2 separate regions of the Mus musculus genome follow, and region 1 is linked to region 2. The links are chromatin contacts, called in public Hi-C maps. All regions are on one chromosome and are shown on one strand. Each heading gives the region's core, a stretch centred on a gene start, on an enhancer-like site or on the middle of the called end of the contact. The rest is flanking DNA. Distances are from core to core; before and after follow the strand shown.

Region 1 (6,334 bases), core at 382-2,881, 120 kb after region 2:
CAGCATTTGCTAGTGTTTCCTGTGGTCCTGAGCCACATTTAGGTGGAAGACCTCTGGCATAGAGATTTATAGAAAATCCCCTCTCTCAGGATGTGTCACAGTGGCCATGTCTGTGTGGCTCTCAAAGTTCTCATCACATTGGTTCAGGCTGGCCAGCTTTTCCAATTACCTAAAGAATCCAAGATCAAGTTTGGCCTGGGATTTTCAACCCACAGAATCATTAGGGGATGTCCGTTGCCTCGATGTTTATCTAGACTCTTCTCCTAAGTGGGTATCTAGCTCTGTGAGAAGGCAATGTCACTGTAATGTAGCAAAGCAGTAACTTTCCTTCAGCATCTTTCTCCGGTAGTCCCAGCGAGACCTCTTTGAGGAAGTGGCAGCAAGATGGCACAGCTGGGGTTAAGTGTGAGTCAGCGTCCTGACTCACAGAAGTGACCCCAGTAGGGTAAGAACACTGAAGCTATGCAGCTCAGGCAAGGGCAGTGGGATACCGCTGCTTGCAGAGTGTGATACAACACTGTTAACTGGATCTAGAATCACCTAGGAAACAAATCTCTGGGCATGCCTGTATTGGGTTAATTGAGGTGGAAGACACACTGTGGGTAGCTAATGATTCTATGGGTTAAACAGAGAGCAAGCTCAGCACCAGGGTTCATCTCTCTTTGCTTCCTGACTGTGGATGCAGTGTGACTGACTGCCCCAGTGTCTTCCCCACCATGGTGAAATTAGAGCCAAAATGAACCCTTCCTCAAGTTTATTTTGTCAGAACAATGAGAGAATCTATACAGGAGAACCCAGAGACTGTCTTCCTGCTGTCACTTTAATCTCTCCCCGCAGCAGCAACTACTAGACTACAGCTCGGGGGACCGGCTACAGAAAATCCAGGAAGTATACCTGTGGGAAAAAACAATGTCAGAGTCCATTATGAAGATGGATGGACAGAGTACCAGTGTTGGCTCTTGCCTGTCAAGTTCTGTGAGCAAGGCTAATTACCTGCCTGGGCCATCCTGTTGTGGAATTTTCCTGAGAGGCCTTCCACGACGACTTTCCAATCTGGACTTAGTGTAAGATAGGCCTTTATCTTTCTTCTTCATACAGATAACTAGATACGCAGCATGTAAGTTTGCACAGGTAGGCTGGGTGTACAGGGGCCTTGGAGGTCGTTCCCATGGAAACATAAGATCTGTCCCCAACTGCGGCACACCTCCTTTCAAGAATCACTACTGTGCTGACGTGGTTTCCCCCTCCAGCTCCCACCCGGACTGTAGCCCTTCAGGAGTGGCTGGCCTCAAGTGTCCCAGGTCTTACTATGTTCCACACAGATCGCCTGAACCCCTACCATAGAGGAAAAATAGTCTAACTACTGTAGCCTGATCCAGAAGCTGGGCATCTCCAAGGTTCAGTGAAGCAGTGAGCTCTGCAGAGGACTGCAAGCTTCACTTCGCTGAGGGGAGGCTTTAGCTCAGGCCAAGTTTGTGGCCTCTCAGCTCCACGAAGTCCTCTGGTCGAAACCCCTGTGGTCCCCACAAAGCCTCCGTTCTGGTTAGGGTCTCCTCCAATCCTGTCCCCAGCCACCTTGGGCTGCCCGAGCACTGCAAGTGACCTGCCACTTTCTAGCGAGAATAAGAAAGCGCAAACCTAAGCCTAGAATCACCTGCAAAATCGGAGCAAACCGACCCAGCCAATCAAAGGAAAGGTTCCTCGGAAGTCCCGCCCTTGGTTCTGCGTGATAGCGGCGAGCTATCCCAGCGGACGATGTTCAGGGATGCGCGAGCGCAGATTCGCTTGGTCCAGGGCCTTCCCGGCTGAGATTCCGTTGCGCATGCGCACAGCCCTCTGCCGAGACTTGCACCTGCTTAGAGTCTGCCGTTCGATCTGATACCCCACCTGAGCATCGCGCACCCAGCCATGACAGCCCATTCCTTTGCCCTCCCTGTCATCATCTTCACCACATTCTGGGGCCTCATCGGCATCGCTGGGCCCTGGTTCGTGCCCAAAGGACCCAACCGCGGGTAAGAAAGGCGAGCAGGCCTCGATTCCCTGCAGACGCTTCCCTGTCCCCTAGCTGGGCTCACCCATTAACACTGGGCTCCCAGCTTGCTACCCTGCAATTCATGCCCTCACAGAGACGCCCCTACATGACTTCTTCCAGATCTCTGCACCTGGGCTGGGGCAGCCAGGAAACAGGCTAGAGGGCTGGGTGAACGGATAGATTCAGATGTCAGGGCAAGCAGGTGGCTAAAGGTCACCCACACCCATGCAGTCGGTAAAGGCTGCATATGGACACTCCTTGCTTATTCTTGTGTGACATTGGGCAAATGCCAGGCCTCAATTTCTTCACTGAGGAAAATAGGGGCTCTGGCAACACCTGCTTTGTAGGGCTGGTGTGAGGTCTGCCCTAAGCAATGTCCTGGGCATGCTGTGTATGTATACTGGATGTTTTTAGCTGCCTTCATTTTTGGAAGATTCCTAGCAGATTTTCTGCACCACATGCCAGCCCCTTCTCCTGTTAGCCTCTCAAGTCATGAAAGCCTCACACTTTGCCCTTTGTCCATTTTCTCAGCACTGACAATCCACTGCACAGCCAGGAGTGGTCCCAGCTGCCTTGTAGTGTTAAGGGAGGGCTGGGGCACTAATCCGTTCAGCACCACCTTGAAGTGCTTAGGCTCTGTCATGGATTAGACTTAGCCTAAACTGGAGGCATAGACGGATGGGCATCGCCTTTATTCCTACAAATGTGAAAGTGATTGCTGGACAGAGCACCTTCTGCTTCCAGTGGACCAGAATCTGGCACCCATATTGAGAGACTCAGAACTGTTTTAACTATGGCTCCAGGAGATCTGAGGCCCTTTCTGGCTTTTGGAAGCCAGCACACATGTGTATACACACACACACACACACACGATTTAAACTGGACTTGCTTTGTAATCACTCTCCATGTCATCTCTTCTGGAAGTCTTGGTGAGCTCCTTGTCCCTTCAGCTGTGTTGTAAGACTCTGTCTCTCTGATTTCCTGAGTGGATCCAAAGCCCCTGCTTTTTCTATAACAGCCCAGCCTCTGTCAACAGTGGCTGTGCCCTTGCTTCTTGCCTTGTACTGTGGTCTTTTGTTTTCTTTGATGTTGCTGGATGAATTTTGAGGCCATCCTCTGGTGGGTGGCCACAGATGGAGTGTGGGCAAGCCTTCTCCAGCATACAGATGGAGAGGTGTTTGCTGATGGAGAAGGAAGAGATTTACAACACCGTTTGGATGTAGACAATCTTGTAATTCTTACTTGGAGCGGACCCCAGCATCCTGGAGATGCTGGTGTTCAGGTAGCACCAGGAGGGCTGACACAGGGCCCCGTGTACCAATGCTGCTTTTCCTTCTTTGCTGTTTCAGGGTGATCATCACCATGCTGGTAGCTACTGCTGTCTGCTGTTACCTCTTGTGAGTATTGCCTTCCCCAGGAGCTGGGGGCTGTGGTGACCACTAGTTGGGTCTGATTTTGCCTCAGTTGACAGTTGCAGTTTGTGGTGCCCCCAGCTGAGCTGTGAGGTACGTGAGTTGTGGACCAGTTCAGTAGTATCTGCTCCTAACTGGGCATCAGAATCCTCCAGATTGGTTGTTCAAACACAGTTTTCATGCTCTACTCTAGACTCAGTCATACAGAAGTCAGGGCATCATACTGCTAACAAGTGCTGGGTGTTTGTGATAGAGCCAGTGTAACCACTAGGGGGCAGCAGAGTGTGTGTGACAGAGCTGGAGTGGCTTCTTCTTTTTTTTTAAAGATTTATTTATTTATTTATTATATGTAAGTACACTGTAGCTGTCTTCAGACACACCAGAAGAGGGAGTCAGATCTCATTACGGATGGTTGTGAGCCACCATGTGGTTGCTGGGATTTGAACTCAGGACCTTTGGAAGAGCAGTCGTGTGCTCTTACCTGCTGAGCCATCTCACCACCCTGGAGTGGCTTCTTAAGGCCCAAGGACACCCTCACCCTGGGTCCAGCCCCAGCTCAGGGACATTATATACTTAGAGAAAATAAAATAAACTCACATCAAAATTCACAAATCCTGAACCCATTCCCTGTACCAACCAGGACACAGACCCTGCCATGCTCTTTGAAAGAGAGTAGCCGAGTCCTCCCTTGGTATGTTGGGTATGGTGGGTCCCTCTGTGTCCAGGACCCCCCTCACTCTGCTATCCTGGCAGCTGGCTCATCGCCATCTTGGCCCAACTGAACCCCCTGTTTGGGCCACAACTGAAGAATGAGACCATCTGGTACGTGCGTTTCCTGTGGGAGTGACCCCTGGGGTGATCAGCTGGCTTCTGGCCTCAGGTACTGAAGGGAAGGACTGACGTGAGAGTGAACTGAGGGGCCTGTGGTGGGAGGAAGGGGGTCAGGGCCACCACAGGGGCTTCCTTTGGACTCAGGAATTAGTTTATTTAGCAAGGGGAATGAAAGGCAATGCTAGTAGTCTGAGGAGCTTTCCAAGGAACGGGGTGGGGGTGGGGGGTTGTGGGGTGAGTCAGGGCAGGGGCAGGGCGGGGGAGGAGAAGGTTGTCTCAGTGGTAATTCTTAATGGTGTGTGCTTTTCAGATGCCCTGCTGTGAAGGGTGAATGGCCCAGCCTTGATGTCCCTGGAGACCCTGCATTCCCTCTGGCCCCACCCATCTGTATGACCATCCTGTGCTCGCCCTGCCATCATGCTGTGGAATCCATAACCCCCAGAGCCAACCTGGTTTCAGTTTCTGGTCTCAGTTTCCCCTGTGTTCCCAGCTATTAGCGGCCCTCCATGTTGGGCAAGCCCCGTGCTCAGTCAGGCCACAGTGGGAGCTTACCTGAGCTTAAATTCCCACACTTGGCACTTCCCTCTTTCTTCCAAGCAGATCCCGGTCAAGGAGCTGGACCTGCTGTTATCTATTTTCATCCAGGGAGCAGAAGGCAGGACTCAGCCCAGTACCAGAAAGGACTTGAGTCTTTGTGGAGAAGGGACATGTGGCCCAAAATCTCTAGGCTTTTTAACTCTGTCTCCACCGTGTTGAAATATTGGGTCAGGGTCACAGGCCTCCTCCAGCTCTGAAGTGAATGATATCCATTTAGTCTCTGACACTTGTAGATGTGACATTCCTGGAGGTGCTGATGTCTTAAAGAAGCAGTCACACCAAAAACCCGGCACAGTCAGGATCAAAGCCTCCATGTTTAGCCTTTAGCAGCAGGGAAATCACTTGGCATGGGAGGGAGGTAGTGTGTCTTTGGAATGTTCTAGTCACTTTCCTCTCCCTCTGTAGATAAGATCGCCCACTCCCTAGTACCTGTCAGTTGGGGTACAACCCTTTTTGCCACTCTTCATTGGGTTGTGGTGGGGCAGATCCCAGTACCATTGAAGAGATTTGGAGTTGAGGTTGGGGGATAGACAAAGGTGACGTTTCTGGGGTACTACTAGCACTATGCCTCCCTGGCTTTTGAGACCCTCTGTCCCTAAGCTCATATGGTTCTGTGCCAAGCACAGTGAGACAGAAAATGTAAATGACAGAGGATCAGCCCAGGGCATTCCTCCAGCCCATGCCCTCACCTCTCTGAGAGGGTGAGTAGGGCATTCTTGCCTGTGTTGCCAGGGCTTGCTAGGACAGAGGCCTATATAATCCATGGCTCCTAACCAGTGGCTGTTTGAGTTCCCAGGGGAAGAAAGCCCAGTCTTGATTATCTATTGACTATTTATTTGGTCTCCCTCCCCTTATAGGGGGGTCGTTTTGGGAGTGGCAGCAGAATACACTATAGCTCAGATTGCTGGGCATTAAGTGTGCTAGTGGCTCAGATCTGCAGCTGGGGCCTCTGTGGGCAACCCATCCCGTCCTACCCTGACTCCTGAAGCCTTCCTGTGGGGGTGGGGCATGGTGAGCATGACTCCTGTTGAAAGCCGATTCCTGTCTAATAAATCATGGTGATGCAAGATTGGTTTAGTTAGCCAAATGTCTGGCCTCTGCTCAGTTTGCCAGCTGCCACATGGTTTTGATTTGTCTCTTTGTCCCCTCTGCTCAGATGTTTTCTGTTTACTGGTAGCTCTGGGGACAGGAAAAGGGGCTGCTCTTCTGAGACTTGGCACCGAGGACCCTCACACTTTCTTGAGATCTGGGGGAGAGTTTGGCTCTGCCCTGTGCATGGCCCAGTACCTGTGCAGTGGGAGGAAGACCAAGGCTTATTCAAGTGGCACCTTAACCACTGACCTTTGCTCTCTGACCTTCCCTGATCCTGGGTGTCGGGGACCATTTCTTTAGTACTTCCTACTGGAACCCAGCCAGACCCAGCCTGCTGCATGCCTGTTGTCTGGGCTGCAGGTCTGAGGTG
Region 2 (6,525 bases), core at 293-2,792:
GGTAACAAAATGGTATTTGTGGGTGTTTGAGAGAAGAGCAGTCGCTCCTATCCTACACTGGCTTTGGCAGCGGCAAGCAGCCCTCAGATCTCAGCTGAGCTGAGAGGATGCTCTGAAACCAGCTTGGCCAGAGCCCTGAGGCAGGCAGGCAGATGGATAGTCACTTCCCGACATGTGCAGGAGCGATAGGCAGAGTGCAGAGTCCAGGGCATAGAGGCCCAGAACTACTGTCTGCTGCTCCACTGAGCCAGAGCTTTGCTGACCAAGTGTTCTGACATGGCTGTATTATGCCCTGTTGTCTGGGCACTAAATTTTATACCTCCTGAGATTCCATATGGCTTGGGTTGGTGCAGCAACCAAGCAAGGCCATTCCCACACCTGAAGCTTGTGTGCTAAAAGCCTGGCAGTGGCAGAAATTCTGTCCATTCTGTGGCAGGATGAGGTACCGTAGGACTACCAGGACTCTTCTCATTAAAACAGGACTGAGAGGTGAGGCCTCTGAGCCACCCCACCTCAGACAGCGTCCTGGAGAAGTGCCCAGCAGGAGTCTGCATCAAGACAGTCCACAGACCTGTACTTCCACCTGCCACCAAGTGACCACCAGGCCAGGAACATGGCAATGGCCACAAGAGGGTGAGCTACCTTCAGGATATACATCATAATTTCCCTCCAGTTAGTTTTTGTCAAGCCAATAGCCTTCCCGTCTCTGTTTTTCTATTTCTGTCCTATCTTCCTTTCCTTGCACGGCTTATAGACGCAGACAGAAAGAATAGGATGCTGTTTGGTGTACCTATGGGGGGTCTCTGCAGTGGAGATGCTGCTGGTGTTAACAGGTACACCTGCTGTGGATTGTAGGTGGCTCTAGCAGGACCTTGCTATTTAGTCTTTGCAGTGGGTAGAATGATGACACTTAGTTCATCAGTGGCTCTCAGTAAACTGACAGCTCTTGCATGGTGCTGAGGAGAGAGTCTGCTAAGAAGTGGGTTGGCAACCATCTACCCAGTAGGAAGGGCTGCTGAGCTTGCAAGACTCAAGACCTAACTGAAACCTGATCGGGAGTTCCACATCTTCCAGGAACTTCCAGAGAGTTCTGAAGCTCACTTAGCCAGGGACATGGCTAGCTTCTGGCTTTGCTTCTCTGCCTGTGACCAGGAAGTAAGTTATTCAGGATCCACTAGAGCCCAAATAGGGTGTGGCTGAGCAGAAAAAGACAAATCCCGAGTGCCTGGCTATCCAGACTGGTGCTGTCAGGTACCAGTCGGTGAACTCTTCTCCTTTGTTTAGAGACAGCCACCATGCCCTCCCCTCTGCACCGCCTGGAGAACTCTCTGAGGGGGATCTTGCCTGTGAGGCCCTTGCGTTTCACCTGCGTGACTGGCCCTGGCCCCAGTCCCAGCCCTTGCTCCAGCTCCAGCTTCAGCAGCTCTGATGGAGAAGACCTAAGACCAGAGCCTGCATTTTGGCAGTCACCCCTCCAGCGTGAGTCTGCTGGCATGGGGGTGGGAATGGCAGTAGGCTGCTCTTTGCGGTGCCTGTCAGTACTCTGATGCTAGCTTACTTATGACGCAGAGAAAGACCAGCCTCCCTCCTGTAAGGACCCTGTTCGTCTGTGCCCTGTCTCTGGCGCATCTCCAAGAGTCAACAGCAATAGCTGTTCTGCGGAAGACCGTGAGAGAACAGAGCCCAGGGACTGCAGCAGCCTCAGCGCAGGTGAGCCTGGAGTCTCCCTGGATGACAGCCACATGTCCCCAGTGGGCCAGAGGTCCAGACTTCAACAATCTCCGAGTCCCACTGTCAATTTGCTGGCTTTCATTAAAATGTTCCTCTAATTTTTTATGCTTTACAGCCTGTAAAGCTGAGCCAGAGAGAAAGCGAGCCTGAGTCAAGAGCTGTGCTCTGTTAGGAGAGCTCGGTAACCACTGAATGATGTGTATATTACATACATGTTATTTATACACAGCATATATGTTCATTAATGTATGCACATATGCATATGTGTACACGCATACTCACCATATAGAATCCAATAATATTTGTAAGGCTTGACAATTTTAACAAAAGAAGTATCCAAAGTGATCTGTTTCATTGGTAAAGCACTTATCTAGCATACATTAGGCCTTGGGTCTGATCGCCAACATCACATACACAGTGAGAATAGAACTTTTGAAATTGGCCGGAAGTGTAGAAATGGCATCTGGTATTACAAGCCACTTTACTCTCCACCGGAGCTGTGACCTTGGGACCCAGACTTTGTTTCTACAGGAAGAGCAGAAGAGAAGCCCCACCCACCCAGAAGAGAAGATGGTGCAGAGCGCACACGCCAGCCTGGGCCTGTCACCAATGCTGAAGGAAAAGGAGGTAGGGGCCAGGGAACCATCTTCAGAGGCCGCTCCACTCGCAGGCTCTGGCTGCCACCTGTGCGGGGCTCAGGATGACCCACACTCCTCACATTTCCTTCTAAGACACCGAGGACTTAGTAGGAAATGACAGTGGGTCCCCACATGCACAGCAGGCTAGCCCGTCAGTGTTAGGATCCCCAGCACCTTGCGTCTGACTTAATCATTGTTTAAAAGTTGAAGATTTTTCCTTGGGTGAGGGTAGGAGTGGGGGTTGTGGCTCATCAGAATATCCCCATGTTGGAGTGATGCTGACAAAGCAGTATTGTCCTAATCCCCAGTGCTGTGTCCTTTCTGCAGCAGCAGCTGGCCACCCATCGCCTGCCCCTCAGCTGGAGGAAAAGCCTGAGCCCAAGGGTACTGAAGACTCCAGGGACCTGGAGCCTGGACATAGACCACCCAGTGCCGCAGGTGAGCTGCTGGCTTTTCCAGCATTTGCTGTACTTTAGAGGCCGCTGAGAGAATTAGAACCAGGTCCCATCATAAAGAAGTAAACATGCTCCAAGTTCCCTGCGCCATGGTTAGGAAAGTGTTACACTGAAGCCACTCAGTACACAGTTCACTTCAGGGTTTTCATAGATGTGCCTGTACAGGATCACCTTTTAGAGGCATTGCGAAGCATCTGGAGTCAAAGTTTGGGTTTGAAGGACCTGAACCTTTGCACTGTTGAGTGACCTAGCTAACATCCTGCACAGAGCACAGGCTTCACATTATACATTGCTCCAGGGACCCACAGTGACAACAGTAGGGTGATGTCCCCATGCCCTGATTTGTGCTGGGAAGACCTCAGAGGTGTGCAGGACTTGAGTGTCCATGCCACATGCAGTTATTTGCTCTTATACCTGTGCTGGGTACTTGCTGTGTCTCTGAGCTGTGGCTCCTCTGAGAAGGCAAGGTCGTATTGCCCTGGCTGCCCTTCAGATGAAGCATCAGACCACATTCTTATTTTGTTTTGTGGTGTTTGTTAGTTTTTGTTTGAGACAAGGTTTCACCAAGTAACCCAGGCCACCTGGAACATGTGATCCTCCTGCCACAGTATCAGATCCTTGCTTTAATTTAAAAACTTGGTGAAACAAGATGTGAGTCCTTGGGCCACTCAGGCCATTGCCTGGGCTTCAGCAGACAGCCGATCTCTCTTCCATTCTGGGCTGAGAGGGTGAAGAATGTCAGGGGCCCTGACTAGCAACATGTTGCCTAGGGTGAGACCCATTCAAGGCGTGTGGGACTGAAGAATTAGACCATTTTGGGGAAAAGGGAACTTAAGATTAAATTCTCTGGAAACCCGGCCTTATGGGGCAGGATACTGACTACACTAAAGAGGTCTCTGGGGCTAGAGAAAAGATCCTTATATCTAAGCACTTTTACCCACCCTTCCTCTGGTTTTAGCCAGGACCCAAGGGAAGCTGCTCTCTGGAGACCCTCCGGAGTCACCTAGCAAGTCTCCCCTTCCCACAACTGTCTTGTCAAAATGGTCACCCACTTCTCTTCAGCCACCATGCCCCTGTGGCAGGTCCTTGCAGCAGGAGCTGCATAACCTTGGTACTGCCCTCACGGACAAGCTAGACCGGCTTGCAGCAGCCTTGGCAGGCCTGACTCAGGAAGTTGCAACCATGAAGACCCAAATGGATCAACTGCGAAGGCACCCACGGAGCCTTGGCCCAAAAGGTCAGGGTTCCTGGCAGTTGGCCCTCCCCCAGAGACCTCGCTGGGTCAACAGACTGGGCCACAGACATCTACCCTACTGGAGACAGAAGGGCCCCACCAGGCCCAGACCAAAGATTCTGCGGACCCAGGCAGAAGGCTGCAAGACTAGTGACCGCCCAGGACTCTCTAGAGGGAAGGGCAGTTTGGTGCCTCAGCTGCCTCCAGAGGCTTCCTTGGTAGAATCTTCCAGGCCCACCTGTAGTTCATCCCAGCAGATCTCCTCTACGCCTGGAGGCCACACTGTGCTGACTGCACACCCTCCTCTGGAGCACACTGCATGCCACCAGAATCCCCTCTCCCCTTCAGTGCCTACTTCAGTGCAGGTCCCCCTTGTGGCCTCACCTGCAACCAGTGCAGACACAGAACCTCCGGCTGCTAGAGTGGCAGCCATCAGCATTCCAAACCAGCCCAAGGAACCTGACAGCCTGCTAGGGGAAGCCCTCAGCAGAGACCTCTGGGGAGGTGACCACCGGGACCCAAGGTGGGGGGCCCATTAACTGTTTGTCTGCTCAGCCTTGCTGGAGATTCTGGGTGGCAGGGATGTCCTGATGGGACCCTCTGGAGTCCAGCCATCCCAGGCTGTCTGCTTTCCAGGGGTTGTATCTTCCTTCTTACCTGTTCATCAACCAGCCCTCTCATTGCTGCTGCAAGTCTGGCTCTTTGCCTCTGCTGTGCCAGGCCTCCATGGTGTCTGCATAGAGCCACGACAGAGGCATTCCTCAGCTGTACCTCTGACTTTCTTGGCTCAGGTTCAGTCAGTTGCTCTTCCTCCTTGGCAAAGCCATCTAGGTTCCAGGTGGGTGTCATGCATACCACATGTGCACAGAGCCAGCTGCAGAGGGCACCACAAGGGCACCTTAACCAGCTCCTGATCTCAAGAACACTAAAAGGCTAGCCGTTGTCTGTCTAGAGTGAATACTTCACAGATCTCATTTAGGGAGAGCCTGGTCTATGGACTAAGCTGAATTTTCCCACATAGATTCTAAAATTAAATGTATTAGTTGCTAAGTAAAGGCCATTGGCTTCTGTGGAAGGGTGCTCAGAGGGGACAACACTCTGGCATGGTTGCCCAGATTGTCACTAGTACATTGGGACTAGGCAGCTGGTGTCCCCCTCTTCGACACACACCTCACAAGAACTGAGCATATGTAGTACAGCTGGGGACAGAGTGCCACAGGGCCTCTGGGGAGAGGACTACACATGTGTCAGTCTCCTGGGCTGTGTACAAAGTGTCACAGACTTTGGGCAGCTTAGATCAAGGGTCCCAAATCTAGGGTCTGCCAGGCTTGGTTCTGAAGGGGACATTTGACTATGGGGGGCTGTTTTCATGCTCACATGCCATCTCCTGGGAGTCTTTTCTCTAAGTGCCCTCATACCAGGACCCAGGCTGTTTTAAATGGCATCCATTCTCATTTGAACTTAATCTAAAGACTAGAGAACATCACATTCTGAAGTGCTGGGGGTAGGGGACACTTTCCCCTAGTGTCCAGTGTCAGCCTTTTCACATCATGACAGTGTTGTCATCCAGAAAGTTTACATTCAAGAACCAGACAGTTAAGATTTTTAAAAAGTCAGAAAAAAACATGTTTTCAGTATTTTACAAGTTTGTGTTGGGTTGCGTATATCACATTCCTCAGCTACATGCAGGTTAGTGGGCTGCAGGTTGGCTGTGCCTGTTAGAATTGAACATAAACGGGGAGGAGGGCACCATCTAGCTCATGACACACCTAAGACCTAGGCCAGTCTGGGCTGACTAGATGTCACTCCATCTGCTTCTGCCCTGGGGCTTGGCACTCTACCACAGCTGGCCACCCTAGATTTACTCACTTCAGGTCCCTCAGGGTTGTCCTGAATTCCTTTTGAACCTAAGGCCTTTCACGAGCTGTGTCTATACCCATAGGAGCTGGGAAGGCCAGGGCCTGGGGCTGCCTGCTAAAGCTAAGGGTGACATGGCCTTGTCCTTGACAAGCACAAGCAGTTTCTTGTGGCTACTTTGCCCTGTGACACACTAAAGTAGTGATCCCTGGAGATATCCAGGGCTGGGTACCCCTCAGGGAACCATGCCTAGAGCTTGGTGAGTATGGCTTAAACAGACACAGTCAAAACAGAGAATAGATTTTAGAACAGTGATTCTCAACCTATGGGTCTTGAAGGATCCACCCTGCGAGGCTCACATATCAGATATTTCACATTTCGTTTGGTAACGGTGGCAAAACTGTTGTTATAAAGTAGCAATGAAATAGTTTTATAGTTGATGGTCACCTGGTTGCAACATTAAGATAGAGAACTGTTTTAGGGACTAAAGACTCCCCAAGAAGTCTGCCTCGACTAGTGTAAGCTGTGCACAGGACATTGACGTGAGCAAGTCTAGCTCAGTGCCTTCACGTGGAGTAGAAATCAAGTGGCTGCAGCTTCCACTTGAAAG

What was found. Hi-C and Micro-C count contacts between places; a contact is called where the count stands out from the background.
Region 1: a contact with region 2 is called in a Hi-C map of the N1E-115 cell line, with 4 times the contacts expected there. The contact joins the promoter of 1700026J14Rik here to the enhancer-like site in region 2. A contact is called at or near these places in 4 of 39 promoter capture datasets (hippocampal neurons, liver and maxillary cranial neural crest), 10 of 484 Hi-C or Micro-C datasets (the N1E-115 cell line, Th1 cells, cerebellar granule neurons and 7 more), 4 of 115 datasets of contacts at active chromatin or transcription factors (VIP interneurons, craniofacial prominence, neural progenitor cells and 1 more) and 4 of 9 other capture datasets (adipose tissue, embryonic stem cells, liver and 1 more).

What each region holds. Positions count from the first base shown.
Region 1 is chr6:48,535,843-48,542,176 of GRCm38.p6, forward strand. It overlaps 1700026J14Rik (RIKEN cDNA 1700026J14 gene), which reads right to left and starts at 1,632. Exons shown (of 2, transcript NR_130985.1): 1 at 994-1,632; 2 at 740-894. Atp6v0e2 (ATPase, H+ transporting, lysosomal V0 subunit E2) reads left to right here and starts at 1,727. Exons shown (of 4, transcript NM_133764.3): 1 at 1,727-2,012; 2 at 3,382-3,429; 3 at 4,198-4,324; 4 at 4,586-5,959. The coding sequence starts at 1,909. The coding sequence ends at 4,291.
Region 2 is chr6:48,411,794-48,418,318 of GRCm38.p6, forward strand. It overlaps Krba1 (KRAB-A domain containing 1), which reads left to right. Exons shown (of 18, transcript NM_001347152.1): 12 at 1; 13 at 481-633; 14 at 1,285-1,479; 15 at 1,570-1,710; 16 at 2,263-2,358; 17 at 2,697-2,807; 18 at 3,783-6,525. The coding sequence ends at 4,597. Among named protein-coding and RNA genes, the nearest start is that of Gm38803, 7.3 kb to the right of the region's middle. Within about 2 kb of position 1,543, at least 12 of the 459 cell types and tissues checked have an H3K27ac peak or open chromatin away from gene starts, as enhancers often do. A contact at or near this core is called in the N1E-115 cell line, VIP interneurons and cerebellar granule neurons, where this site is marked.